Regions from separate parts of the Zea mays genome. Here regions 1, 2 and 4 are each linked to region 3. A link is a contact called in public Hi-C data. All regions are on one chromosome and are shown on one strand. The core of a region is the stretch at or near the end of the contact, and the rest is flanking DNA. Distances in the headings are between cores, read along the strand shown.

Evidence for each region. A called contact is a pair of places that touch in the nucleus more often than the background predicts.
Region 1: a Hi-C map of leaf shows a contact between it and region 3, with 7 times the contacts expected there. The contact joins the promoter of LOC100283841 here to the promoter of LOC103641135 in region 3. A contact is called at or near these places in 6 of 25 Hi-C or Micro-C datasets (ear, endosperm, leaf and 1 more).
Region 2: a contact with region 3 is called in a Hi-C map of tassel, with 5 times the contacts expected there. The contact joins the promoter of LOC103641134 here to the promoter of LOC103641135 in region 3. A contact is called at or near these places in 2 of 25 Hi-C or Micro-C datasets (ear and tassel).
Region 4: a Hi-C map of ear shows a contact between it and region 3, with 3 times the contacts expected there. The contact joins the promoter of LOC109942989 here to the promoter of LOC103641135 in region 3. A contact is called at or near these places in 2 of 25 Hi-C or Micro-C datasets (ear and tassel).

The regions. Positions count from the first base shown.
Region 1 is chr10:62,931,161-62,937,532 of Zm-B73-REFERENCE-NAM-5.0, reverse strand. It overlaps LOC100283841 (GTP-binding protein PTD004), which reads left to right and starts at 4,781. Exons shown (of 12, transcript NM_001156739.2): 1 at 4,781-5,040; 2 at 6,164-6,331. The coding sequence starts at 4,957.
Region 2 is chr10:62,115,247-62,121,962 of Zm-B73-REFERENCE-NAM-5.0, reverse strand. It overlaps LOC103641134 (NAC domain-containing protein 21/22-like), which reads right to left and starts at 1,911. Exons shown (of 3, transcript NM_001301481.2): 1 at 1,679-1,911; 2 at 1,092-1,378. The coding sequence starts at 1,859. TRNAV-AAC (transfer RNA valine (anticodon AAC)) reads left to right here and starts at 1,443; the gene lies at 1,443-1,516.
Region 3 is chr10:62,612,734-62,619,911 of Zm-B73-REFERENCE-NAM-5.0, reverse strand. It overlaps LOC103641135 (pentatricopeptide repeat-containing protein At2g26790, mitochondrial), which reads right to left and starts at 1,449. Exons shown (of 5, transcript XM_035963382.1): 1 at 1,035-1,449.
Region 4 is chr10:63,071,732-63,078,588 of Zm-B73-REFERENCE-NAM-5.0, reverse strand. It overlaps LOC109942989 (zinc finger BED domain-containing protein DAYSLEEPER), which reads right to left and starts at 2,991. Exons shown (of 7, transcript XM_035963385.1): 1 at 2,399-2,991; 2 at 2,147-2,320; 3 at 704-1,513; 4 at 534-596. The coding sequence starts at 1,212.

The DNA.
Region 1 (6,372 bases), core at 3,532-6,031, 310 kb before region 3:
GAAGGATTCCAAGAAAGGCCTCACACAGGTGTACGAAAATGGCAACTTGGAGAATGGAGTTGGGATTTAAATGTGCAAGATTTAAATCGTAGAAATCAAGGAGACCGCGGAAAAATGGAGAAATAGGAAGGGCAAGCCCTCGGATGAGGAACGACACAAAAATGACGGCCTCATGGGTGTCCTCTGTCGGAACAGCCACCCCACGCCAGAGTCGCCAAGAACACAGTTCTTTCGGCGGCAAAACCCCAGTTTCCACAAGATGCAGAAGATCTGATTCAGAAATTACAGACATGTAGTTACCGGCGAATGGAAGCTGGCTGTTGGAATAAATGGGCGGAATGATCGGAACAACGACGCTCTGTCTCTTCCGCTTGGGAGCCATCACAATCTCTCGGGTGGAACGAGCGGGCTTGAGAATTCAGAAAACAGAGAAGCGGCGGAGGAGAAAAGTGAGATTTAGGGTTCGAAACTCAAGAAGGCACGTCGACATGAGTATAAGTTGGCTCCTTAAGTCGGGCATTACCTCTAAAGTGCCAGATCATAACTCAAAAAATTAAGGATCGCAATCGTCACTCGGGCATTACCTCTAAAATGCCGATAAGCTTTCAAGCACACAAAACAAAAAGCAAGCAACAGTGGTTAAGTGGAGTAACTTCATCCTTCATTCGTAATGGGGGAATCAACACAAACTCGAAGCCGACTCATTATGAGTCGGCCTCTTCTACCTCTGGTCACTACATTACATTACATTACCCTACTACTTACACTACACTACACTACTAACTAACACTACCTTATTCTACCACTACTTACTACTACTACTACTGCTATCTATACTAATATTTAAACCAGTGGCATTATGCCACTGGCCTTGCTGTTGTCGACGTCACCGTCGCCGCTGCTGCCGTCATCGTCGCCCTCGCCGCCGTCGCCCTTGCTGCTATCATCGTAGCCCGTGCCCCCGTCGCCATCGCCCTTGCCGCCGTCACCGTCGCCCTTGCTGTCATCGTCGTCGCCGCTGCTGTCGTCGCCCTCGTCGTCACCCTCGCCGCCGTTCCACTTCTCGGAGGAGTCAGAGGAGTCCACCTCTTTCGAGGAGACCTCCTCTGACTCATCCTACCCACCGAGCCCGGCGCGCTCGATGGAGCGCCAGTACGCTCGGGCCACGGTGGACAGTCCCATGGAGTCGTCCTAATCCTCGGACGACACCACTGGAGAAGCAGGAGCGGGTGATCGATCATACTCGGAGGAGGCCTCCTCCGAGTATTCTGAGTCGCCGAAGTCCTCCGAGGGAGGACTTGGAGCGCGCTTGCGTTTACCGTCGGCGCGGCGAGTTCAACTCCTACCCCTCCTACCTCTGCCCATGGTCGGTTGGAAAGGGAGGGAATGAAGAAGAAGAAGAAGAAGAAAAAGAAAGCAGGTGATCAAAGAACAAGTGAAGAGAACAGCCAGGGCAATCAGGCTATTTATAGAGGCTGGGGGTGACCGTCCACTTCCTACCCCGCTCGCCGAACAGTCGCAAGAATTCAATAAGCAATTCAAGCCGCCTGAAAATGAGTCAGGCAACAGGTGCCGCTTTGCGTAACACGACACCGGTTGGACCTAAGTCAACTGTTCAGGCAAATGACTACACCTCTTCATCACATCAAGTTACTACTTCGGGACAACATGATAAACACTCTGCACACCAAGATACCCCTTGGGCACACCTATTGGGTGTGTCGCCCAGAATTTTCAAAGATTTTCTGAATAAGTGATATCCACAAAATATACGCAATGAATGTACCACGACAAAAGAAGGAGATCGGCTGAGATGGAAGGAAATCCAAATGTGGCTACTGAAGCGCGAGTCTAATCAACAGAAGCATTGAAGCATAGAGCAGGGTGATGTCTAGCTGAGAGCCATCTGCCTCAACTAGCTGGACGTCCAATCCATCACCGATCAAATTGATTTCAGACCTAACAAAGCATGGACAGATGGCATCGTTTGAATATCTATCATAAAGTGAAAACAAAATGCTGATTTCAAAAGCATAAGATGAAGACCTTTGAATGGATTATTTCTAAAATCCACTCAAAGCTCGGGGGCTACACCCATTGGGTGCATCTTCGGTGCACCTAATAGATCTGTATTCCCTTGAAGACAAAATGCTGATTTCTAAAACTAAGATGGAGACCTTTGAATGGACTATTTCTAAAAATTCACTCAAAGCTCGGGGGCTACACCCAATAGATCTATAGTCCCTTGAAGACAAAATGCTGATTTCTAAAGCATAAGATGAAGACCTTTGAATTGATTATTTCTAAAATCCACTCAAAGCTCGGGGGCTACACCCATTGGGTGCACCTTCGGTGCACCCAATAGATTTATAGTCCCTTGAAGATAAAATGCTGATTTCTAAAGCATAAAGATAAAGACCTTTGAATGGATTATTTCTAAAATCCACTCAAAGCTCGGGGGCTACACCCAATGGGTGCACCTTTGGTGCACCCAACGACAGAACAGAAATCAGGCTATATAACAAACCCATAAGCCGGACCAAGAATTTTTGGGCTGATTATTTCAAAATCAACTCAAAGATTGGGGGCTTGTGGGGGACAGATATCCCCCGGGTCCACTAGAAGGAGAAAGGTCCTCGCGCGGGGCCTCGAGCTAGTTACCCCGCAAGGCCATCCCTTCGTGGGCCGGGCAAAAGCTATTGGCGGAATGGGCCAGTCTGGGAAGACGACAGACTCGAGCCCAGGCAGTCCGTCAAATCGTGCGCTATCTAAAGAAATCGTCCGACTTTCCCGCGCATGGCACCCTCAAATGTCAGGGCGGATTAGGGATGAGTCGGCGGGATTTTCAGGAGACCACTTCAATCTGTTCACTATTATTTAGGAGACATGTGATCATCATGTACGTATGGGTGCCCCACGGTCGTGTATATAAGGCTCAGGGGAACCCCATCATTTTCATCCCCCATCTACTTATCTCATTAGCTTTCCTCCATTCAGGAGGTACCACTTGTAACACACTGCATACAGATCCACCCCAGGAAGTAGGGTATTACGCCTCTCCAAGCGGCCCGAACCTGCAGAAAATCATCTCTCTCTCTCTCTCGTGCGTCTCGCATGAACCATTGAATTACAATCAACAACACCGTCCTACCCAAAAGCACCACAAGGGTAACCCTGGGTGTGCGGTTGGACTCTAAACACCGACAGCAGGGGCCATGTGTTGAGCAGAAAAAGTGGCAGACGGTCCGGCCCTAGGGCCCGGACGGTCCGCGGCCCCGCGATCAGATCAACTCAGGTGATTATCCTTATCTTGTGTATGGTTATCCATCTAATCACGTGAGAGTTGTTGGCTATCTTTTAGGAACAGGTATAGACCTCCTCCCCTATAAATATAAAGGGGTACGACCGATTGAGAACCCCCGAACACATTCTAATTGAGCCAACTACTTTCTTTATCATTCCCGCCCTAGGAGTAGATGTAGCGTAGTTCTAGTTATAGCCTTTCGCATATCCACCTCCACCCATATTCGACTCTACGTCGTCTAGATTCGTCTTGGGTGGCCCGCTGACCCAAGACGACCCTAGGATCTTACCCCTTCTGGGGGCAAGATCTAGTTGTCCATCCAAGGCATCTTCCTCGAATTGATCTCTAAATTCCTAGGCGACTCCACGTCGTCTGGGGATGGCCCGAGTGACATGTCGACCTAGGGTGCCCTAAGATTTCTTTCCCTAAGGGCGAGATCTAGGTTCTAGCGAGGAGGAGGAAGATGACCCTGCGCCATCGCGGACCGTTCGACCCTATGTGCGGTCCGTCCGGTGTGAAGCAGGGAAGGCGTCGTTCCTGCGCTCAGGCCGCGGACCGTCCGGCCCAGAGCCACGGACCATCCGCACCGTCGCAGAGGGCACCGTCAGACGATACATCCCTAGTGATTGCGCTGCCCAGATCGACGCCAACACTATGAAAAAATTTGATGTGGACTGTGAACTGTAAAAAAACTAAAAACCATTTAATGTACATTACTAAAAGTTCTTCGATTATATATTTTCACAGTCCATCCGAAAGCTACTAAAACAGATCTACATGTGTTTTTATTTTATACTCTAAGAAACCCGGCTTTTGGAAAAAAACTATTTTCTAGATCGAGCCCTTTGATTCATTTTTTGTCTTTTATGCCATTCCCAGTAGAAGTTTCATTGCACCGTTCCAAAAGTGACACAGTGTATCTTGAGTTTCATCTCGATGAAACCCTCTCTCTCCTCTCATGAAACTCTCTACCGCGCCATGTCATCAAACATAGTGATGTGTCATCTATTTAATAAGAACAAAACTATAATAAAACTTCCAATGGGAATGATCTTAGAAAGTAAAAACTAAAAAAAAACAAAACCAAACACACCTAAGGGCCTTTTTGGTTCAGCTTTTTTTCTGACCAGTTTTTCCGAGAATCTAGCTGTGGGGAGAATCGGGCTTTGCAGAGAATCTGAGTATCATTAGGATTACGTGCGGAGGAAGATAAAGTTGTCCATGGGGCTCAGGATCTATAAAGTGACGGATTACTACTATTGTGACAACTCAACCGATTATATGTTTATGTTGATTTTGAATGGTTTTTACCGAATCGAATTTTATAGAAGCTGACTGAAAAGCTGAGTGTTTGGCAGTTTGCAGCAGCTTTTGGTGACCAGAAACTGTGAAAAGCCGAAACAAACAGGGGCTAAATCTCTCGCTCAAGTTGCAAACATAAAACCTAGTGGAAAAAAGAAAAGAAAACCTCTCCCCACAGCACCTCGATCCATCGTTCATCTCACAGCCCAACCCAGCCCAGCAACCGCGAATCCGTGTTCATCTCCCTACTCGATCGGCAGCCGCAAGAGCTGACCCTCCGCTTCCCCCCAAAAACCCTAGCCATCCCAGGTTGCTCCGGCCGCATCCCCGCCGACCGCCGACCGCCGACGATGCCTCCCAAGGCCAAGAAGGACGCTGCGCCGTCTGAGCGCCCCATCCTTGGACGCTTCTCTTCCCACCTCAAGATCGGGATCGTAAGCCCAATTCCATCCCCTCCCCGATGCACACTCCCTTCCCTAGGATCGTAGCCGTTCTGGGACACCGTGGATGGACTGAGCGAGCTCAGCTCCGCTGGGGCTACCGGCGGTTGGAGTTATAAGGGCCTTCATGTGGTAGCCGTTGTCCGTGCTCGCCTGAAGTTCTGGTAGTATCTACGGGCTCTGAGCTAATGAGTCGTGGATGCCTCGATGGGAGCTTTAGGTTGTGATTTCGTGGTTAATTGATTCGAGCCGCGCGGTACGTGTGCTGCCCCTTGTGCACGGAGATAGTTGCTTCGGAGGCTCAGGTTGTTGTTGGCACAGATTTACCTGATCCTATTATCGTGTTGTTCCTGGGAAGTTGGCTAGTGAGTGTCAGGTGTGATCGAATTGTTATTATTGGTTTTTGTACTTCTTGTTTTTTTACTTATGGTTGCTGAGGATATGATTTGGAATAATTGCACTGATATATATTTTTGCTGTGTGCACGTAGCCTATATCTGGCAGTAGTTCTGTATGTTTCTTTTGTATACCATGGTGCTGTACTGCTTGCTTTAGTGGCATGTTAGAGGCCTAGGGCATTTGTGGGTCTTATATACTCCATCCAATCTAAACTATAGTTCACTTTAGCTTTATCCTAACTTTAATCAAATTATAGAAAAATGCATCAAATTAGTTTCATTGATATGTCTTGGTAGTGCATTTATTTGAACTTTTAGATGTTAATATATGTTTTTTCTTCTGCAAAAACTTGGTGAGAGTTAGAGATGTTTGACTTATGATGACAAAACTAAAGGTAGCTATTGTTTTGGAATGGAGGGAATAGTATACTATCATGGCTTAACAAATCATAATGCCCGTACCTTTAGATTGCGCATGTTAGTGACATTTTAAGCTACGAATGGTTCAATTGTTTTGCCACTCTGCGCTGACCGCTGAGTGCTGACTATGCATCAAGTTTTGTTGGCAAATGTGATTAGCTCGGTGGCAAAATTGCATTTGTATTTGGTTATAATCCCATCACTGGCCACTTGATCGTTTCATGTTTGTCACTGATAAAATGGCAATGTAAGTCAGTAAGATGAGGTCTAATTCAGTTTTTGGATTAATGTTTCTGCAGGTTGGGTTGCCAAATGTTGGCAAATCAACTTTTTTCAACATAGTAACGAAGTTGGCTATCCCAGCTGAGAATTTTCCTTTCTGTACCATCGAACCAAATGAAGCACGGGTGAATGTTCCAGATGAACGGTTTGATTGGCTTTGCAAACTTTACAAGCCAAAGAGTGAGGTTTGTTTCTTTTCTTTACCCATATTCGGTGACAGAGAGGA
Region 2 (6,716 bases), core at 662-3,161, 500 kb after region 3:
CTGAATTTTGCAGAGACGTGTTATATATAGTCCATAAAGAAATTTAAAAAAAAACCTCATCCTAGGGAGGGCTGGAATATATTTCATGTTTCTGACAGGCTAATTCAGCAGGCTGATGCGATGCATAATGTTGATGCAACTAACATAACCACCTCTTGCAACAGGTCGCACTGAAAAGTTACATTTTTTTTTCTGGGGTTGGTTTACCTGAGGAATAAGCAATCATACAAATTTGGTTGACAGTTTGAAGTAAAGAATTAGTCAGCCGGAGATTCATCGCATCCTTCTCAAGGGAATGTGCAGCACATTAAATTTTGTTTACTGTAATAGCTTATTGTGTGATGTTGATGGAACTGACATAGCATCGTTTACAACAAGCTACTTGAAGGATTCTGTGTTGGAAATCTGTTACTTGAGGAAACTAGCAATCCTACAGGCTTGAGTAAAAGAAGAATCAGTCGTATAGAGAGTCAAATAAATCCCTTTCAAGGGAATGTTCAGCTCATCATTAATTTACTTAAATAGCTGTAGCTTATCTGATGGAACAGCTTTGGGTTGGATGATTGTAGTGACGTAGGCATGAATTGACCGAAAGATAGTAACGGATGGGCAGAGGCAGACTAGGCGGCCATGAGTACAATAATTAGGGTGGGCAGGTAGCTTTGTCATGCGAGAATGCATGTTGAACGAGACCCTACATGCTTGGATTTGTTTAGAGCCAAATGAGTAAAATAGCTTCTTCAGCATCATCACAGTGGTGCCAAAGACAACTTAGGAGACCATCAACAGTTCAACATCCCCCGCCTTCTTCTTTTGTAAACATTTCAACGAGCACCAAACAAACGTGGATCGTACTGCTATTCTGATGTTCAAAACACCATCACTCCGGCCCGATCGACTTTAAGGGCTTGTTTGGGACCAAGTGAAATGGAGAGAATTGAGGGGGCTATAATCCCTTGTTATTCAAAATTGAATAGTAAGGGATTATAGCCCCCTCAATTCTCTTTGTTCCACTTACTCCCAAACAAGCTCTAAGGGTTTTGTGACAATTAATAACGTGATCCACGACTATCCAGAGGCTAATCAGTTACCTTGTTTGGCGCAGCTGCTGCTAGCAGGCACGGCGCGGCATGGGGGTGGAGGCGGAACTCGTGCATGACCCACTCCGTCTTCTTCCCCCTGGGCGCGCGGCCCCGGTAGAAGACCAGCGTCTTGCGCATCCCCACCGCCACCTCGCCGCCGGCGACGACGGCGCGGTCCTTGCCGGTGGCCTTCCAGTAGCCGGAGTGCGTGGCGCGGTTAGTGCGCTGCCCCGTCGCGTACTTGCGGTCGCGCAGGCTGAAGAAGTACCACTCCTTCCCACCCACGCACGCGGAATCTGATCGACATCAACGAACGAAAAATAATAATATAACAGTTTCTGTATAGTTCAATCAACAAATGGTTTCGTGGTGTAGTTGGTTATCACGTCAGTCTAACACACTGAAGGTCTCCGGTTCGAACCCGGGCGAAGCCAATTGTTCTTTTTTGCTGCTCAATCTTCTTATTCATTTTTTTCTTACTAATTTACTAATTCCCTGTTGTAGAACTTCTGATGATCTAGTATAGACTTTGGATGCATTAGCAAAAAAGGATATTGTTTATTTCTGCAATTAAATCAGATTTTAGTACTACAGACCTGGGAGGTCCCATGGCTCGCACTTGTTGAGGTCGACGTCGACGACGATGGCAGCGCCGGCATGGTGGCCATGGCCGGAGAGCTTTTGTAGGAGGTAGTCCATCACGAGCTCGTCATCCCTGGGGTGGAACCTGAACCCCGGAGGCATTCTCGCCTCCATCATGCTGATCGACGAGCTCATCTTCTTCTACCTAGCTAGTTACTAATTAATATGTGCTGCAGTTTCCCGTCTTAGAGAGAGAGAGGAGGGGCTGTGTTTTGAAGGCCGCCCAACAGGGCAGTGGGAATGGAGCATCTCATGAAGCGATAGGATGGTATATAAATAGGGTGCACAAGTCAACCATGCAATTTGCCAGTTTCTACTTCCATACGATTGAGTACTGGTCTATTGAGGCTGTCTCCAACAACGACCGATAAATGATTCTGTAAGTTAAATTTAGCGGACAATTACCTCCTCTATGAGTCCAGCAACACACGCTAAAAAGTTCGGTAAATTTAGAGCACGTCCTCATACACGCTAAAGCTAGCGGATCTCGGGCATCCGCTAAACGACACCTTCGTCTACTCCGCGCGCTGGGGCTAAAGCTTTCTGTTGGTGCTGGCAAAGCTCTCATCCATGGCGCCGGGGCTAAAGCTCTCGAGCAAGTAGGAGGGGTCGTGGAAGCTGGCCAAGGTCACAGACTCGCAGGGACGGGGAAGCAGCGGCCGCAAGGAGGGGAGGGCGAGGTGTACATCGGGTGCTCCGTCGCAGATCTAGCTCGTCCTCGACCAACTTTATTGGCCCTCCGTCGCAGATCTAGCTCGTCGGTATTTAACACGAAGCCGGCGGCGGAGGATATCGCGAGCACAGCCAGGCACCAACGACCAACTCCATCGGCCTTTCGTCCAGCCGCCAATCGCCATTCCTGTGTAGGGACATTCGAACGATCATTTTTCATGTCCAATACGGAAAAATGTAAACTACAAAGCTTGGTTAATGAGTTGGTAAAAATAAGTATGAGTAATTTAGGCTACATAATCAAGAATGCAATATGTAGCGTATTTTATTTTCGAGACCTACAAATAATATTTTTCTTTGTGTCGAATACGAAAAAATATAGAATACAAAATCTGGTATCACTATTCATATAGAGAACATAATTTAGAGTATACTGCTGGAGAAGGAGAAGATATAAAGGATGAAATCTTTTGGAGTGTGCTGTAAAGGACATAGAATATTCTTTTAGTGGATGAAATTTATGGGACATTGCTGGAGATAGCCTAAACATCCTTACAGGACCTATAGGGGTGCAAGAGGCTACCTGCCACGAGCAGGGGCGGACTCAGCCCAAAGGTTGAGTGAGGGCCTGGGCCTAAATAAATGCATAGGGCTACTAAAACTTTGTAAATACATTGAATAAGATAGAATATCCATTAAAACAACGAAATTGAGTGGGGCCTGTGCCCCCGCTCCCCATAACATAGGTCCGCTGCTGGATTGTGGGTTAAAAAATAGTGCTATCTTGCCTTTAATCTGTACTTGATTCTACTACTTCTAAAGTGTTTTTTTCTATAGATTACAGTTGCAGCAGTTCAAACAGACGACTTTAATCCTAAGCGAACGACTAGAGTAATGAGTACTGGAGGCCAGAGGCAGATCTAGGACAAGAAAAGACTAAGGGTCTGTTTGGTTAAGTTGTAGATTTCCGAAAATCTGATTTTAGCTGTGAGCTATAAGAAAGCTACTATGGGCTGACGATTATGGAAAACTGAAATTTATTTTGTTGAAACAGCTGTCAACTATAGATTTTACAGGAGCATGATATCTTGTAAGATGAATCACATGAATCTAGAAAATCTAGGATAGAAGATGATTCTAAATTGAACTAGAGGAATCACGACAATTCAGGACAAAAGCTAGAGTTAAATGGTGATTTATGACTGAAATAAAGGCTTCTTTTTTTCTAGAAATTATGCGCACGCGGCCGAAGCCCCTTCCGGCCTTCCCCCATTGCCGTAGGTCAATTCAAGCGGCACATCAATCCAGCTACTCCCAACTCCATTTCGTTTTACTATCTTTTTTTTTCTTCCAGCTGGTTTGCAATTTGAACTGTTACATCCTAACTATCCACTCAACAACAACAACATTGAATAAACCTATCTCTTTCTTCTTTTATACCTAAAACACAAGCCCTAGACATGGACTCCAATAAACGAACAACGGTAAGGCAGACTCCAGTAGTTCAATCAAAGTTTACTTATAAGCACTATTTTGCACTGTAGATTACACTATTCGTAGAGTAGAGTTTGAATATGAGAATAAGTATGGATAAGCTGCTGAAGATAGTCTAACCCAAACAAATAGGGTCTTCATTAAAAATAAATTTAGAAAAATGGGACTATATTATTTTTACCTTGGTCATGCACACCAACATGAAGCTATGAAATAATAAATTATCATGATCATAGTTTCAAAAGGGAAGAACTAAAAGTGACTAAAAATATATATTTTTACAATTTTAATAACTTTTAGCTCTTCCTGTTTAGATTTTTAGCACCCAGAGTGACTAAATTTTAGTCACTTTGTTTGACCTCATGGATCAAACATGCCCATAAGCTATATGGTGGAGAAAGATTCTGTCCTCGTCATCGTGATGGGGAGAGTAATACATCGTGAAATGTGCGAGATTGTCTCTTAAGAATAAGTATAATAAGGTGACATAAGCGGGTTGTAAGAGATGTCACATCAGATTTATGGTGATATGAATAAACATAAATGGAGAGAAAAGGAAAGCGATTGCTCACTAGTAGCTAACTAAAAGTAGACTACTAGTAGACTTCAAAACACTTTGTGAGAGGAAGAGATTAATCAAGTATTAAACATACAACTTGTATTATATGAGAGTAATTATATGGCTAAGCTTTTAGTTGGCTATATATGACATAACAACATAATAAAGCTCACTAAGAACTATATTTAGTAACCTTGCTCTTAGTGCACTATTTAATGATTAAAAAATTCATGATATAATCGGTGCTGCCTAGAGCCTAGTTGACTCTCTATCAGTAACCTTGCTCTATCATATCTCCTATCTCAACTCCTATTTTAAACTTTACTCCGTAAACATTGTTTTACACGATCATATACACGCTCTGTTAGAGACAACCTAAGGCCCGCGTTTGTTTTTAGGAGCTGGAAAGTAATGTATAAGACTCCTTGGGTCCTTGGACTTGAATTTATTCTCATAATTATAATTTTGACATATTAATTCAGCTAGTATGATCGTATACGAAATATATTTATATACTGTTATTAGCCATACAATATTATTAGCCATACAAGAGAGACATTTATACATTGTATTTCCAATATAGAAAAGCAAATCGAAGAACATGCTATAAGTTGCAGAATAAGAATATAGAACGGTAATTTATAGAATCAATTTTCACCTCATACTCTATCAATTTGAAATAGGTTTACATAGCAACTTAAGAAAGTTATGGAATAATAATTTTTAAGGCAGATAGTCTAACCCATTAAATATATTTTAATTCTTCTAAAATAAAAAGATCCAAATGATCTTAATAGCTAATAGTTTTAATTCATAGATCCAAATAACCTCTACTCCCTCCGTTTACATAATTTAGTCATTTTAGATTTATCCTAAGTCAAACTATTTAAACTTTGACCAAAAAAATATATGTATATATATAATTAAATTATTTTAAATTAAAAGAATTATATATTACGGTAGTTCAAGTCACGATGAAATATTTGATCAAAGTTATAATAATTTACTTAGGACAAACCAAAAACGAATAATTTATATGGATGGAGGGAGTATGTTTTATCTCTTCGTCGTATATTTGAGTGTTTGAATTTTGTTTTGAAATCCACAGTTGGAAAAGACCGTTGTGGTGTGTATATGTCCGTAGGGGCATAGAGTAGTACGTAACTGATAATAAGTGTTTTCTTTAAAAAAAACAAAGTTAAGATATATATGTAGTATAAGAGTTTCTAACTTCTGTCATCAAGTCACACAAATAACAAATATGCAAATATCAAGGAATGTGACTGTCGGCAGAACATACATGCGCAGAGGATTCCTCACGACATGTCCACGTGAAAATAAATGGGCAAAATTCCATTGTGCCACCATATATACTACCTAAACACAATCGTTTGCTGACCTTTTTTACGACAGCTAGTGAGAAAGTTGGAGAGTTATACCATTCAAAGTGAAGATGCTCAAACTTTTTTATCTGATAGAGTTAGTTTAGGAACCCTATTTTACCAAGTGATTTCTATTTTTCTAAGAAAAATAAGTTCATTTTTTTGTGAAAATAAAAATTCTTTGAGAAAATAGAGTTCTTAAAGTAGCTCATAAGGATATTTTGCATCAATAGATTTCCAATTTCTTGGCACTACCTAGCAATTCAAGCTAGCTGGCTAAATATACAATGAACAAAATGGCGTACTAATACACATACTCCTAAAAGAAATGGCTAACTAGGTTAGATGCATATTTATATTTGGTGATTTGCATTGGGAAGTATGATGTGGCGAGCAGAATGAAATTTAGTGTGTTTCTGTTGTCTGTATATCATTATTGCACTATTATACTCCTCTATTTCAATTTATATTTCATTTGATTTTTTTAACTTAAATTTGACCGACTTGTCTTATTAAAATATCATAGTTATTATTAATTTTTGTTGTGATATTGTTTAGCATATAATATACTTTAATTGTGGCTTTGAATTGACGAGCCCGTCAAATATAACAAAAAAGTAAAATGAATTATAATTTAGAACTGAGGGAGTATTTGGTTCTGTGAGACAGTACCGGTTTTAGATTAACGCAGGCAGATATATAGTTGGACTCTGTTTATCGTGGCTAAAAGGCCTCTGCACTACCGGAATCGTGTTCTTTGCCGAGTGTGTAAGACACTCGACAAAAGCCATTTTACACTCGGTAAAGAATACTCGGCAAGTATTTTATCGGCAAAGGGTTCTTTGCCGAGTAATTTTTCTCGAACATCGGCAAAAAAAAGCACTC
Region 3 (7,178 bases), core at 200-2,699:
GAACTGCGTGTCATTTTATCAAGAAAGGAAAGAGGTATTCCCCTAGGGGTTTAAAAGCCCCCAAGGAAAACAATACAACACACACTTGCAAAAGCAAGATAGGCACACAACCACGACCCTTAGGAGCCAGCCCTCAGGACAAAATCCTGGAGGGGCAACCCTCCAGCCAGACACCACAAATGCCATTCAATGGCCACGGACTAAATCACACTTTGTGTATCCGGTCTAACTCTCTAAATAACACAGGCATTCCCTATGCTTCACCAGCTCCTAGGAGACTAGCACCACCAAGGAATTAAGGGAGTGTTTGAATGCACTAGAACTAATGGTTAGTTGGATAAAAAAATACTAGTTAAATTAGCTGGCTAACTATTAGCTAATTTGCTAAAATTAGCTAATAGTTGAACTATTAGCTAGACTGTTTGAATGTCTACAACTTAATTTAGCAGCTAACTTGCCTAACTATTAGCTCCGGTGCATTCAAACATGGCCAAAATCCCTTCCATGCCTCTTTAGGCAAAGATGTGGATGCTCAACACCACAAGGAATTTAACTATCAGCATCAAGCGGCCTCACAATCGGATTTAATCTTTGTAGCACCAAAGTCCAGACGGACCAGACCTCCTAGGCAAACACACAGGAAGAAAGCACATGGTTGGTTGTTTTCACTGCTTGGTCACAGAAGAGGCAGGCCGGCTGATGGGGCAGCGTTTGGCCAAAGCCAAAAGGTTTGAAACTGCTCGGAACATGCTTTTATGCTCATAACAAATTTATATTCTGCCGACTGAGGGTAGAAATCTCATACTATCATCAAACTAAATGCGTGGCTTTTTTTTCTCAGCAGGGGTCTCTTTAGTTCCCGTACTTCGAGATATCTTTTTTAAGATATTCTTCCATTGTATTCTATCGTAGCCTCGTACAGAATGTGATGCAACTGGAATTAATCATCAAGAGCTAATAACCGGCAATCAAAAAAGGGATGAATCAATTGACACTTCAATGTGCAGTGCTTTTATAATTTATAGTACAGCTACCCGAGCCGCTGTGCTACGCAAAGCACTAACGCAGTGTAGAGGGGCGAACCGGCGACGGGCACTGCCGTGCACCGTGCTTGCGTGCTGGATAGGCCCGGGGCCTGGTTGCTGCGGATGCCGCCGTAATCCTGCGGACGCCTCCGCACCAGCCGCCAACCGCCGAAGCCGGGCAGCGGGAACTCTGGAAGAAGAGCAGGCGGGAACTGCAACCACAGGAGTCAAGGGCGCCTGCTGGCTCGCATTTGCGGAGGAGGTCTCCGAGTCTGGTGGTCCGCCGGCTCGGCGGTTGGCCAGCTGCCTGCCGAGTCGAACTGCGGTCTGCAGGGCGCCGTCGCCGAACGAGGAGGCGATGAGGAGCGCGCTGTTTGTGTTTAGCTGGTGGAGCTGGGCTTTCCAGGCCTCTTTTTTCAGAAAGGTGGGCTGCCTTACAGCCCAATCGCCCATGAGGTAGCAGCCCAATCAAAGGAGCAGCCTCCCTGCCATCGCCGCGCGAGAGAATGCGCTATTTGCTTTTCGCAAAATTGCCATATCTATAATTCATATGTTCAAACAGACCCATAATTTATAGACTCGGTGCTAATTATAAACGCTGACTAAGAGCAACTCTAAGAGACTAAAGGCATGTTTGGTTCACTACCTCAGTTGCCACATTTTACCTAACTTTTGTGCCTAAGGTTAGTTTTTCAATTCGAACGACTAACCTTAGGCAAAGTGTGGCACATTTAGCCACAAACCAAACAGACCTTAAGTATATATGTTTGTAAAGATAAATTTAGCTAATATTAGAAGAAAAGTGTGTCCAATAGACTCTATAAATGAATCTTCAAATTTAGTGGCTTTCTATCCCTCCACCTTCGTTCTCTATTTTTGGATAGCCTGCTTCACTCTCCATTCAATCTGTAGGTTTACCGAGCCTGTTGGATTAACATACACTTTTTCTGTAAAATCGATTTTAGAGTATCTAAATCGGTAAATTTTACTAGCCTTTTTAGCTAATCTCTTGGAGTTGCTCTAATATGCAATCTATACTACTCAAGGGCGTACACAACGTCCGTGCCCCTGCCCCGTCTTGCCTCTACTGTGCCCCGCATCATCTCCCTGCGTGCTCCGCCCCCATTCCAGCGCCCCTCCAACCTCGGTGTCTTCTTCCATCGACAACCAGCCTTCGATGACTATGTCAGGCCATTCATGCGTCGCCCCCTTCCCGACGTGATGGTCGTGCCCCACCCACCCCCATCCCTAGCGCGATGTGTCGCTTCCGCCCTGTTGGGGGCCTTCGTCTTCCGAAGGTCCTCAAAAACATGATTTAACAATGTTTCTGGAGTGTATTACATGACCAGGTATCTTCGGACTTGGAGCAGAACCACAGTGTGATAAGCACGAAGAATACGAAGGTTGACGCAGAGCCGAAGCAATGCGCAAAGGAGCTTCGATATGATAGCAGAAAAGGGAACTGACTTTAAAGGGAAAATGCTATTTAGACCTTGATGGGTCACTATAGAGTCATTAGCAAATGTAAAGGGCATGGGTGTAATTTTACATGGGCTGCGTCCCGTGCCTATAAATAGATAAACAGTGCTCCTGCACTGTTCATGCTGACTTGGCATTTGCTTTTGCGTCACGCTCGTACTTTTACCTTCTTTCAAGCCGAAGGTACATTTGTAACTTGATATCATTTCTATTTTTCTATGATAATAAAATAGAAATGAGCTGATAATGATACATAATTGTTCATGTTACCTTTCACATTTCATGTGATTCTCTTTTCATTATCGTATGCTGTAATGATGAAGGTATGTCCTTCATGACCTTCGTCCGAAGATCATTATATCCCAAGGGAAATAATGCTTCGATGGACGAAGGGCATTAACATTTAACATTCTTTGTGTTGCCTTGTTCTTAACTCATAGCATTTGAGAACAAGTCCCCAACATTGGTGAATGGGAATTAGGCTTACACCTATTTCCTAATTGATTTTGGTGGTTGAATTGCCCAACACAAATAATTGGACTAACTAGTTTGCTCTAAGTGTATAAGTTATACAGGTGCCAAAGGTTCACACTTAGCCAATAGGAAGACCAAGAATTGGGTTCAACAAAGAGAGCAAGGGATAACCGAAGGCACCCTGGTCTGGCGCACCGGACTGTCCGGTACACCAGGGGACTTCACGCTGAACTCTTCACCTTTGGGAAAATCCAGAGGCGCTCCGCTATAATTCACCGGACTGTCCGGTGTACACCGGACAGTGTCCGGTGCTCCAAGGAAGAGCGTCTCAGGAACTCGCCAGCTTCGAGAATTTGCTCCGCTATAATTCACCGGACTGTCCGGTGAGCCAGCGGAGCAACGGCTACTTCGCGCCAACGGTCACCTGCAGAAGCATTAAATGCGCGCCAGAGCGCGCAGGAGTCAGGCACGCGCGAAGTGGCGCACCGGACACTCTACAATGCATGTCCGGTGTGCCACCGGACATCCAGGCGGGCCCAACAGTCAGAATTCCAACGGTCGGAACCCAACGGCCTGGTGACGTGGCTGGCGCACCGGACACTGTCCGGTGGCGCACCAGACTGTCCGGTGCGCCATGCGACAGCAGCCTTCACCAAACGGCTAGTTTGGTGGTTGGGGTTATAAATACCCCCAACCACCCCCATTCAAGTCATCCAAATTTTCAACCTTCCAACCACTTACAAGAGCTAGGCATTCAATACAAGACACACCCAAGTGATCAAATCCTCTCCCAATTCCACAAAAGCATTAGTGACTAGTGAGAGTGATTTGTCGTGTTCTTTTGAGTTCTTGCGCTTGGATCGCTTTCTTCTTTCTCATTCTTTCTTGTGATCAAACACTCACTTGTAACCAAGGCAAGAGACACCAATTGTGTGGTGGTCCTTGCGGGGAAGTTTTGTTCCCGGTTGATTTGAGAGAGAAAGCTCACTCGGTCCGAGGGACCGTTTGAGAAAGGGAAAGGGTTGAAAGAGACCTGGTCTTTGTGACCACCTCAACGGGGAGTAGGTTTGCGAGAACCGAACCTCGATAAAACAAATCCACGTGTCACACTTCTTATTTGCTTGCAATTTGTTTTCCGCCCTCTCTTGCGGATTATATTTCTAACGCTAACCCGGCTTGTAGTTGTGATTAACTTTGCAAATTTCAGTCTCGCCCTATTCACCCCTCCTCTAGGCGACTTTCAATTGGTATCAAAGCCCGGTGCTTCATTAGAGCCTAACCGCTCGAAGTGATGTCGGGAGAACACGCCAAGAAGGAGATGGAGACCGGCGACAAGCCCGCTACAAGCCACGGGAAGGCTTCATCGGAAGAGTCCCGCAACAAAAAGAAAGGGAAGGAGAAGAAAGCCTCCTCCCACAAGTCGCATCGGAGTGGCGACAAGAAAAAAAAGATGAGGAAGGTGGTCTACTACGAGACCAACACCTCATCGCCATCTACCTCCGGCTCCGACGCGCCCTCCATAACTTCTAAGCGCCATGAGCGCAAGAAGTTTAGTAAGATCCCCTTACACTATCCTCGTACTTCTAGACATACTCCATTACTTTCCGTTCCATTAGGCAAACCGCCAACCTTTGATGGTGAAGATTATGCTAGGTGGAGTGATTTAATGAAATTTCATCTAACCTCACTCCACAAAAGTATATGGAATGTTGTTGAGTTTGGAGCACAGGTACCATCCGTAGGGGATGAGGATTATGATGAGGACGAGGTGGCCCAAATCAAGCACTTCAACTCCCAAGCCACAACCATACTCCTCGCCTCTCTAAGTAGGGAGGAGTACAACAAGGTGCAAGGATTAAAGAGCGCCAAGGAAGTTTGGGACGTGCTCAAGACCGCGCACGAGGGTGATGAACTAACCAAGATCACCAAGAGGGAAACGATCGAGGGGGAGCTCGGTCGCTTCCGTCTTCGCCAAGGGGAGGAGCCACAAGACATGTACAACCGGCTCAAAACCTTGGTGAATCAAGTGCGCAACCTCGGGAGCAAGAAATGGGATGACCATGAGGTGGTTAAGGTTATTTTAAGATCACTTATTTTCCTTAACCCTACTCAAGTACAATTAATTCGTGGCAATCCAAGATATACACTAATGACTCCCAAGGAAGTAATCGGGAATTTTGTGAGCTTTGAATTTATGATCAAGGGCTCACGGAAGATCAACGAGCTTGACGGTCTTTCTACGTTCGAAGCTCTTTCTACGTTCGAAGCTCAACCGGTCGCATTCAAAGCGACGGAAGAGAAGAAGGAGGAGTCTACACCGAGTAGAACACCCATCGACACCTCCAAGCTCGACAACGAGGAAATGGTGCTTGTCATCAAAATCTTTCGCCAAATATATCCTCAAGCAAAGGAGGGGGAAAGATTACAAGCCTCGCTCCAAGAAGGTTTGCTACAAGTGTGGTAAGCCCGGTCACTTTATTGCAAAATGTCCTATTTCTAGTGACAGTGACAGGGGCGATGACAAGAAGGGGAGAAGAAAGGAGAAGAGGTACTACAAGAAGAAGGGCGGCGATGCCCATGTTTGTCGCGAGTGGGACTCCGACGAAAGCTCTAGTGACTCCTCCGACGACGAGGACGCCGCCAACATCGCCGTCACCAAGGGACTTCTCTTCCCCAACGTCGGCCACAAGTGCCTCATAGCAAAGGACGGCAAAAAGAAGAAGGTTAAATCTAAATCCTCCACTAGATATGAGTCCTCTAGTGATGATAATGCTAGTGATGAGGAAGATAATTTGCGTACTCTTTTTGCCAACTTAAACATGCAACAAAAAGAGAAATTAAATGAATTAATTAGTGCCATCCATGAGAAGGATGATCTCTTGGACTCCCAAGAGGACTTCCTAATCAAGGAAAACAAAAAGCATGTTAAAGTTAAAAATGCTTATGCTCTAGAAGTTGAAAAATGTGAAAAATTATCTAGTGAGCTAAGCACTTGCCATGAGACTATAGACAACCTTAGAAATGAGAATTCTAATTTGTTAGCTAAGGTTGATTCTATTACTTGTAATGTTTCAATTCCCAATCTTAGAAATGATAATGATGATTTGCTTGCTAAGATTGAAGAATTAAACATGTCTCTTGCTAGCCTTAGGATTGAAAATGAAAAATTGCTTGCTAAGGCTAAAGAATTAGATGTTTGCAATGCTACAATTTCCGACCTTAGAACTAAAAATGATATATTACATACTAATGTTGTAGAATTGAAATCTTGCAAACCCTCTACATCTACCGTTGAGCACACTTATATTTGTACTAGATGTAGAGATGTTAACATTGATGCTATTTATGATCACATGGCTTTAATTAAACAACAAAATGATCATATAGCAAAATTAGATGCTAAAATTGCCGAGCATGACTTAGAGAATGAAAAATTTAAATTTGCTAGAAGCATGCTCTATAGAGGGAGACGCCCTGGCATTAAGGATGGCATTGGCTTCCAACAGGGAGGCAATGTCAAACTTAATGCCCCTCCTAAGAAATTGTCTAATTTTGTTAAGGGCAAGGCTCCCATGCCTCAGGATAACGAGGGTTACATTTTGTACCCTTCCGGTTATCCTGAGAGCAAAATTAGGAGAATTCACTCTAGGAAGTCTCACTCTGGGCCTAACCATGCATTTATGTATAAGGGTGAGACATCTAGCTCTAGGCAACCAACCCGTGCTAAGTTGCCTAAGAAGAAAACTCCTAGTGCATCAAATGATCATAACATTTCATTTAAAACTTTTGATGCCTCTTATGTTTTAACTAACAAATCCGGCAAGGTAGTTGCCAAGTATGTTGGGGGCAAGCACAAGGGGTCAAAGACTTGTGTTTGGGTACCCAAAGTTCTTGTATCTAATGCCAAAGGACCCAAAACCATTTGGGTACCTAAAGTCAAGAACTAAACATGTTTTGTAGGTTTATGCATCCGGGGGCTCAAGTTGGATCATCGACAGCGGGTGCACAAACCACATGACAGGGGAGAAGAAGATGTTCTCCTCCTATGAGAAAAACCAAGATCCCCAACGAACTATCATATTCGGGGATGGAAATCAAGGTTTGGTCAAAGGATTGGGTAAAATTGCTATATCACCTGACCATTCCATTTCCAATGTTTTTCTTGTAGATTCTTTAGATTACAATTTGCTTTCCATTTCT
Region 4 (6,857 bases), core at 1,742-4,241, 460 kb before region 3:
TGTGATTCAGATTACAGAATAAATTCAGTGCAAGCAATTTGCTCACCACCTAGTGAAAACTTGGACCATCCTACTCAATCTGTTTCCAGGATCTAAGTCCTGATCCATCCTACATTTTAGGACACAATTATAGAAGTATACAAGTATTTAGAGACAATATGAGAAATATAAAGGTCAAATTCTCATAGGTTCCAATTACTTCCTGTTTGCTTACTATTTGCTACACCATAAAAATCAACAAGATAGAGGAATTGCATCATGTCTGCAAAGAGGGAGAACGCAAGGGTGAATTGCTGATTTCAATAATGACAATAATGTCTATCCATTCTTCAACTCGAATTTTATTTGAAGGGATCGAATATGTTTGGCAAGATCCATTGAAGGCCTTGAAGAATTTTAGATATGAACTACACCAGCAGCAACATATGGACTTCAAAAATGTGAAGGCCTTGTAGAATTTTAGATATGAACTACACCAGCTGCAACATATGGACTTAAAAAATGTAAGTCAAAGAAGGCAGATTGATGCATACTGTCGGTGAGAATTTGCAGTTCCAGTTTGTGCAGTGATCCTTTCAGCTGGATGTGGCACATGTCTGACAAGTAGAAGCACCATTAGTAGTTACAGATGAGTTAGTTGAGAAATTAGTAATTTGTAACTACTACCTACAGATATGCTGTTCAGTCAGATTAAAGCAACTACCTAGTTACACTGCCATCACCTTCAACTCTTGCTTGGTCAACATCATCTTCATCGCTATCACTTGAACTTGAAAGTTGCTCATCATCTCCCTCTCTGGACACAGGCATTGAAGTATCCGTTTTTGATACCTTGGGTATGGGTAGATCACAATCTTGCTGACGTGGGTGGTTGTGGCAACCACTAAGAACCGTCTCAAGAACCTGATGACCATCAGCAGAGCATACCACCAATTTATTTGTGTTGCAGTTGTCCTGGGCGCACTTGTAATACATGGTGGGATATTCACAGCCTGGAACAATGTTCTGCGCGCGCGCCTTCCAGATGTAACCATCATCAGGTGGGAGTAAGCTACTTCCATGCAGCAGACTAAGCGATTTGATGTCAGAACCGGTATCTTGTTGTGCTGCTTGGGCGACAGATGTTGCCGACAGTAAGAGTGAAGTGAAGGGACGAGACGTCTGATCGGGCATACCATGCTCGTGCTGAAGGTCATCTGACTTGTTCTCCATTCTGGAGGGATGAGGGTAATTTCCCCCCAAAATTATTGATTCAACTATTCCCTAGGATCCTTCCAAATCCTTAATAATCCTACAAAACAGAAATAGATATACAGGACAGGATAGCCTTTTCATATTCCCATGATATGCAGATATCTAGGGGCAGACTCCGTTGCCGGAGGCTCTCACATGAGTAAGGTCTATAGAAGGGATAAATCGAGGCAAGTCTTCCCTGCAAATATCGCTCCACGATTTGATGACTCGGTGAGACAGCTGCCCTTCGATATAGAGATATCTAGATCCTAGTAAAATCCTAAGCAGAAGCACACAATGAAAAAATACAAATATACTTCCTCCGACCCAAAATAACTGATATTTTAGGCTTGTCCTAATTCAAACAATTATAAAATTGATAAAATTTAATAAAAACGATTAATGTCTATGGTACCAAATGAATATTGTAGATTTATTATGATATATATTTTCATGTTATACATATTTGTTGTCATAAATATTATGATTATTTTCTATAAATTTGGAATTAAAATGGCTTAGCCAGTGACTCTATTCCCCGTACTCCCCCAAATGCAAATTGTTAAGTTCAGTCTTTAAAGGCCAACGTACCAGCAATGTAATATAACGAACTCAGGTGGGAAATCCTGCCACCCCCACCCTAAAAAAACTTAAGGGCTAGTCTGGAATCTCAAATCCCCTCTGGGATTGAAGGGGAATGAGGGTGAAATTAGTTTATTTCCCCTTCAATTTCCTCCAATTCTGAAGGGGATTTGAGTTTCAAAACTAGCCCTAAATGGCTTGATTTAAGACAAACCTAAAGCATCAGTTATTTTGGGATGCAAGTGAAGGTCAGGCATAAAGAAAGCAAATCAAGCATCAGTTATGTTGGGATGAAAGTGAAGCTCAGGTATAAAGAAAGCAAATCAATCACCTGTCAAGGATTGCAAGTATATCCAAAGCAGCCTGAATCTCGACTGATTGCAGCAAGAACACAAGAACCAGATAGTGATGTGCTGCTGCCTTCTCCAATCCACCAAGTCAACGGGCTCAGGTCATCAAAAACTTCGATACAGGAGTTCAGCGTTGCTTTGGAGGGGTTCGTTGCCTTTTTATAAAGTGGTGGCATATGAGAGGGTGAGTGCCAATTGTAGTGTAAAATAACAAACGTAATTAAAAACTGCACCTATCGACAAACCAACGGGTAGCAGGTAGGAATGAGGCGGGTTGACCATCATCTGCGAGATGCAACTGTGGGCCAACCGGTCCATCGTAAGTGTGAGGACTTGAGGGGCAAGAGCCGGCGGTGGCGGCAACGAGCATTGGAAAACTGGGACGTCGGCGCCGGAGACGACGTCGGCAGGCAACGACATCGACGGCAAGTGAATTAATGCTGGATGAATGCGACACTTTGGGATGTTGCAGCAGCCAGCAGCTGACGGAGAAAAGCGACGCCTACAGCATCGGCGTGCTGATGCTGGAGGAGTGGAGGTGGTCACGGCGAGGAAGCCGCTGGCGCGCGGCCACCGGCCGGTACATCGTCCGGGACGAAGGCGGCGCTGGACCGGACCAAGGATCTGTACGGCCTGCACGAGCTGCTGGACCAGGCGGTGGCGGGCTGGAGCAGTACATGGACCTGGTGCTGCGCTGCGTCGAGGAGGCCGGCGCCGACCGGCCGTCGATGGGCGAGGTGGACGGAGAGATCGAGCAGGTACTGAAGATGGCCGGCGGCACAGGACTCCATCCCTACGCTGAGTCGGCGGCGTCCATTCCAACTCCATGAGGAGGTACGCCGGTGAGGCCTTACCAAAGTTTTCGAAAATCACAGTTTTGAAATACTACGTTATACTTTAGTCATTACAATACCACAGTTTAAAATACTACAATTTTAAAAACAAAGGTTTAAACCTAAGTTTAGAATACTCTAAAACAACTATAGTATTTATAATACTTCATTTTTAAAAAACAGAGACTTAAGCTACCTTGCCAAACACCTTTGTGTATATAATAATATAGTATTTGAGAATACTGCAGTATTATCCCAAAACTATAAAAAAAAACTTTATTCTCAAATACTCCTGAGTTTTTTGCGATTTTGAGGCTGGTTCCACCTAGGTCTAGTAAAACGACCTAAACCAACCTGCGCTATACGACACACTAAATTTTAGGGATCCTTTTCAACACATACTTTTTTATAGGAATTAATTCAAAAACACAGGATTCAGGAATTTATACTTTGATCCAAAGGAGACCTTAGCGGTCATCTGAGACACAATAAACGTGAAGGATGTCGAGCGTTCGTTACACACCGGTCGGTTGAAGTGTTCGCTTCCTCTCTTCTTTTGAAAAGTGTGTGCATCGCGCTAGTGTCGACCTCGTGGCACGTTGTGTCGGAGTCGCAGGTGAAGCTAGGATCGACGTGGTTGTTCACTGGGCGGGTCCGGTGGCAGATCGCACAAGGGCGGCGGCAGCAAGCAATAAGGCGGGAAGGAGGTGCTTCTCGACGTCGACGCGACGGGTACTGAGGACGTGGGAACTTCGGACAAATAAGTACTTTAGAAAGTGGCCATCGGCAAACGTCTTTACCATGCTGCTGAGAAAAGGAAGCGTAGCGCGTTGTCGGATTCGTCGATTCGGTCTTCCACCCTAGATCCAAGGAAAACCAAGTAAAGAACTTTGTTTTTTTCTTTGCAGACCCATAGGATTGTAGGATTGCATCTCGTTCCCCATTTTTAAAATTATGCAACCTCGAATTCGGGCATAATGACTAGTATTTGCACTTTTGCGACAACTTTTTGTGTGCTTCATTGTTGATGGTTGTGTAGCTCTGCTTGATGTGTTTATGCTTCTTCATAGTTCGCCCCCACCTTGCATATAGATGATGTTCTTGCATCAGGATTAAAAAGGGAGAGGGAGGGATTCAATTTTTGCGGTGCGAATGGAAAAGCAAAAGGAAGTTTATTACTCTATGCAAATACTTGCACAGTCTGAACTACATATAACAAATGCTTGTCATACTTAGGTCAAACAACAACTAGGATCCAAGTTCAAGCAATATGAGGAGCACTATTTAACCGGGATCCAATGTTTCCTCTATAGCTTTATATATAAAAACTCTAAAAAACAAGTTGTCGTTTTCTTTAACATTGTATTATTCTAAGGTGAAGTAACCAGACCAACTACAATTGATCACAAGAGTATAATGGTTCAACAAAAGGTTGTCATGTAGGGCCACACCTCCAATCCTGATTTTAGATGGTGTTGGTCATTTGTTCTCAAATGTTGTGAATCAAGAATAAGGCAACACAATTGTTAAAGATTAGGGACCTTCGCCCTTCAAAAGATTATCTCCTTTCGGACATAACGATCTTCGGATGAACGTCATGAAGTGAAAGTCGCCTAGAGGGGGTGAATAGGCGAAACCTGAAATTTATAAACTTAAACACACACTAAGGTCGGGGGTTAGCGTTAGAATTAAATTCATGTCCAAAAGAATATCTCTCTTGCTAGGAGTTGCTCAAGGATTGCAGATGACGTATGAGAGCCAACTCAAATTCACACTAGCAAGGAAATGTTAGAGAGGGGAAAAAAATCAAGCAAGGATCAAGGCGAGTGAACACGATGATTTGTTTTACCGAGGTTCGGTTCCAAAGAACCTAGTCCCTATTGAGGTCACAAAGACCAGGTCTATTTCAACCCTTTCCCTCTCTCAAACGTTCACTTAGACCGAGTGAGCCTTTTCCTTAATCTCTCGGATCACTTAGACCCCGCAAGGACCACCACACTCTTAGGTGTCTCTTGGTTCGATTACAAGTCACTTGAGAAATAGAAGGGAAAAGAAAAAGGCCAAACCAAGCGACAAGAGCAACAAAGAACACAACTGATCCTCTCACAAGCCCTAATGCACTAGAGTTGATTTTGGGGCTTTGAGTGGATTGATTGCTTTGATTGTGTCTGGGAGTGTTGGGCTTTTGCTCTTACAATGAATGAGAACTCAGAAATGCTTGGATGAAAGTGAATGAGGTGGTTGGGGGTATTTATAGCCTCCCAACCACTTCTAGCTGTTGGCTGAATTATGCTGGCGATGGGCGCACCGGACAGTCACTGTGCACTGACTGTCTGGTGCGCGCCACGTCAGCACAACCGTTGGGGACGTTTGTCTTCTAGCTGCACCGGACAGTCCGGTGCCTTCTGACTTCTGACATGCATTGTTCATTGCGGCAGACGAACGTTGGCGTGTAGAGAGCCATTGCTCCGCTGGCTCACCGGACAGTCCGGTGAATTATAGCGGAGCGCGCCTCCATTTTCCTGAGAGTGGCTGGTTTGACTCTGTACGGCCCTGGTGCACCGGACAATGTCTGTTGCGCCATTTTTCAGCACACTCAAGTCCTTTTGCTCCAATTAAATTGTGTCCCTAACTTGATTTCATTCTTGGTTTATGTTGAATCTTATGCACCTGTAATACTGAATTCTAGACAAACTAGTTAGTTCGTGTGTTTGTGTTGGTCGTCAACCACCAAAATTAATTATAGGAAATGGTTAACCCTATTTCCCTTTCAGTCTCCCCCTTTTTGATGATTGATGCCAACACAAACTAAAGCAAATGAAATGTGTAGAAATGTAACTAGTTTTTAATTTGAGATGGTTGTGCATAGGTTAATTAGAATTAAACCAATGAAAGATTTTAAACATATGAACAAAAGTGAATGGTTTGGCTTTCTTTTATTTAATATTTTGGACCACAATTGCACCACATGTTTTGTTTTTGCAAATCTTTTGGAAATCTATTCAAAAACTTTTGTAAATAGTCAAAGGTATAGAAATATGATTGCAAGAAGCAATTTTTGGATTTGAAATTCCTCTCCCTGTTTCAAATGCTTTTCCTATGACTAAGTAAAAGCTCCCCTGAATGAAATTCTCCCCTTAGCTTTCAAGAGGGTTTTGAAATAGATAAGAAGTGAAATTAAACCAATTGAAATTCTTTCATACTTAATATGAAGTTTTGAAGATAGATACCAATTTGAAATTTTACTTTCACATATCAATTTGAAAACTAGATACCAATTGAAAATACACCAGTTGAAATTTACCAATTAAAAATTCATTTCGAAATTTTTTGAAATGGTGGTGCGGTCCTTTTGCTTTGGGCTTAATGTTTTCTCCCCCTTTGGCATTAAGCGCCAAAAACGGAGAACTTGATAGCCCTTTTGCATTTTTCTCCCCTTATGGGGTCTAACACTTCCTCATAAATGGTAAAATGAATACGAGTGAAGGGTTATACCATGAGAGTTGTAGGAGTAACAACAAAGGGTAAATGATACCGTCAGAGTTGGAGTGGAAGCCTTGTCTTTGCCAAAAACTCCATTTCCCTTTCAATCTATGACTTAGTATAGAAATACACTTGAAAAACACATTAGTCGTAGCTTTGGCACAATAAGAATAAGAAATATGCATTTGTACCAAATGAAAGAGATATGATCAAAGGTATATTCATGAGCTATGTGTGCAATGTTTCAATCTAAGTTCCAAGAATCAAGTACATTTAGCTCATTCCTAAGTTTGCTAAAGATTTTCTCATCTAGTGGCTTGGTAAAGATATCGGCTAATTGGTTGTGGGTGCTCACATAAGCAATTTCGATATCCCC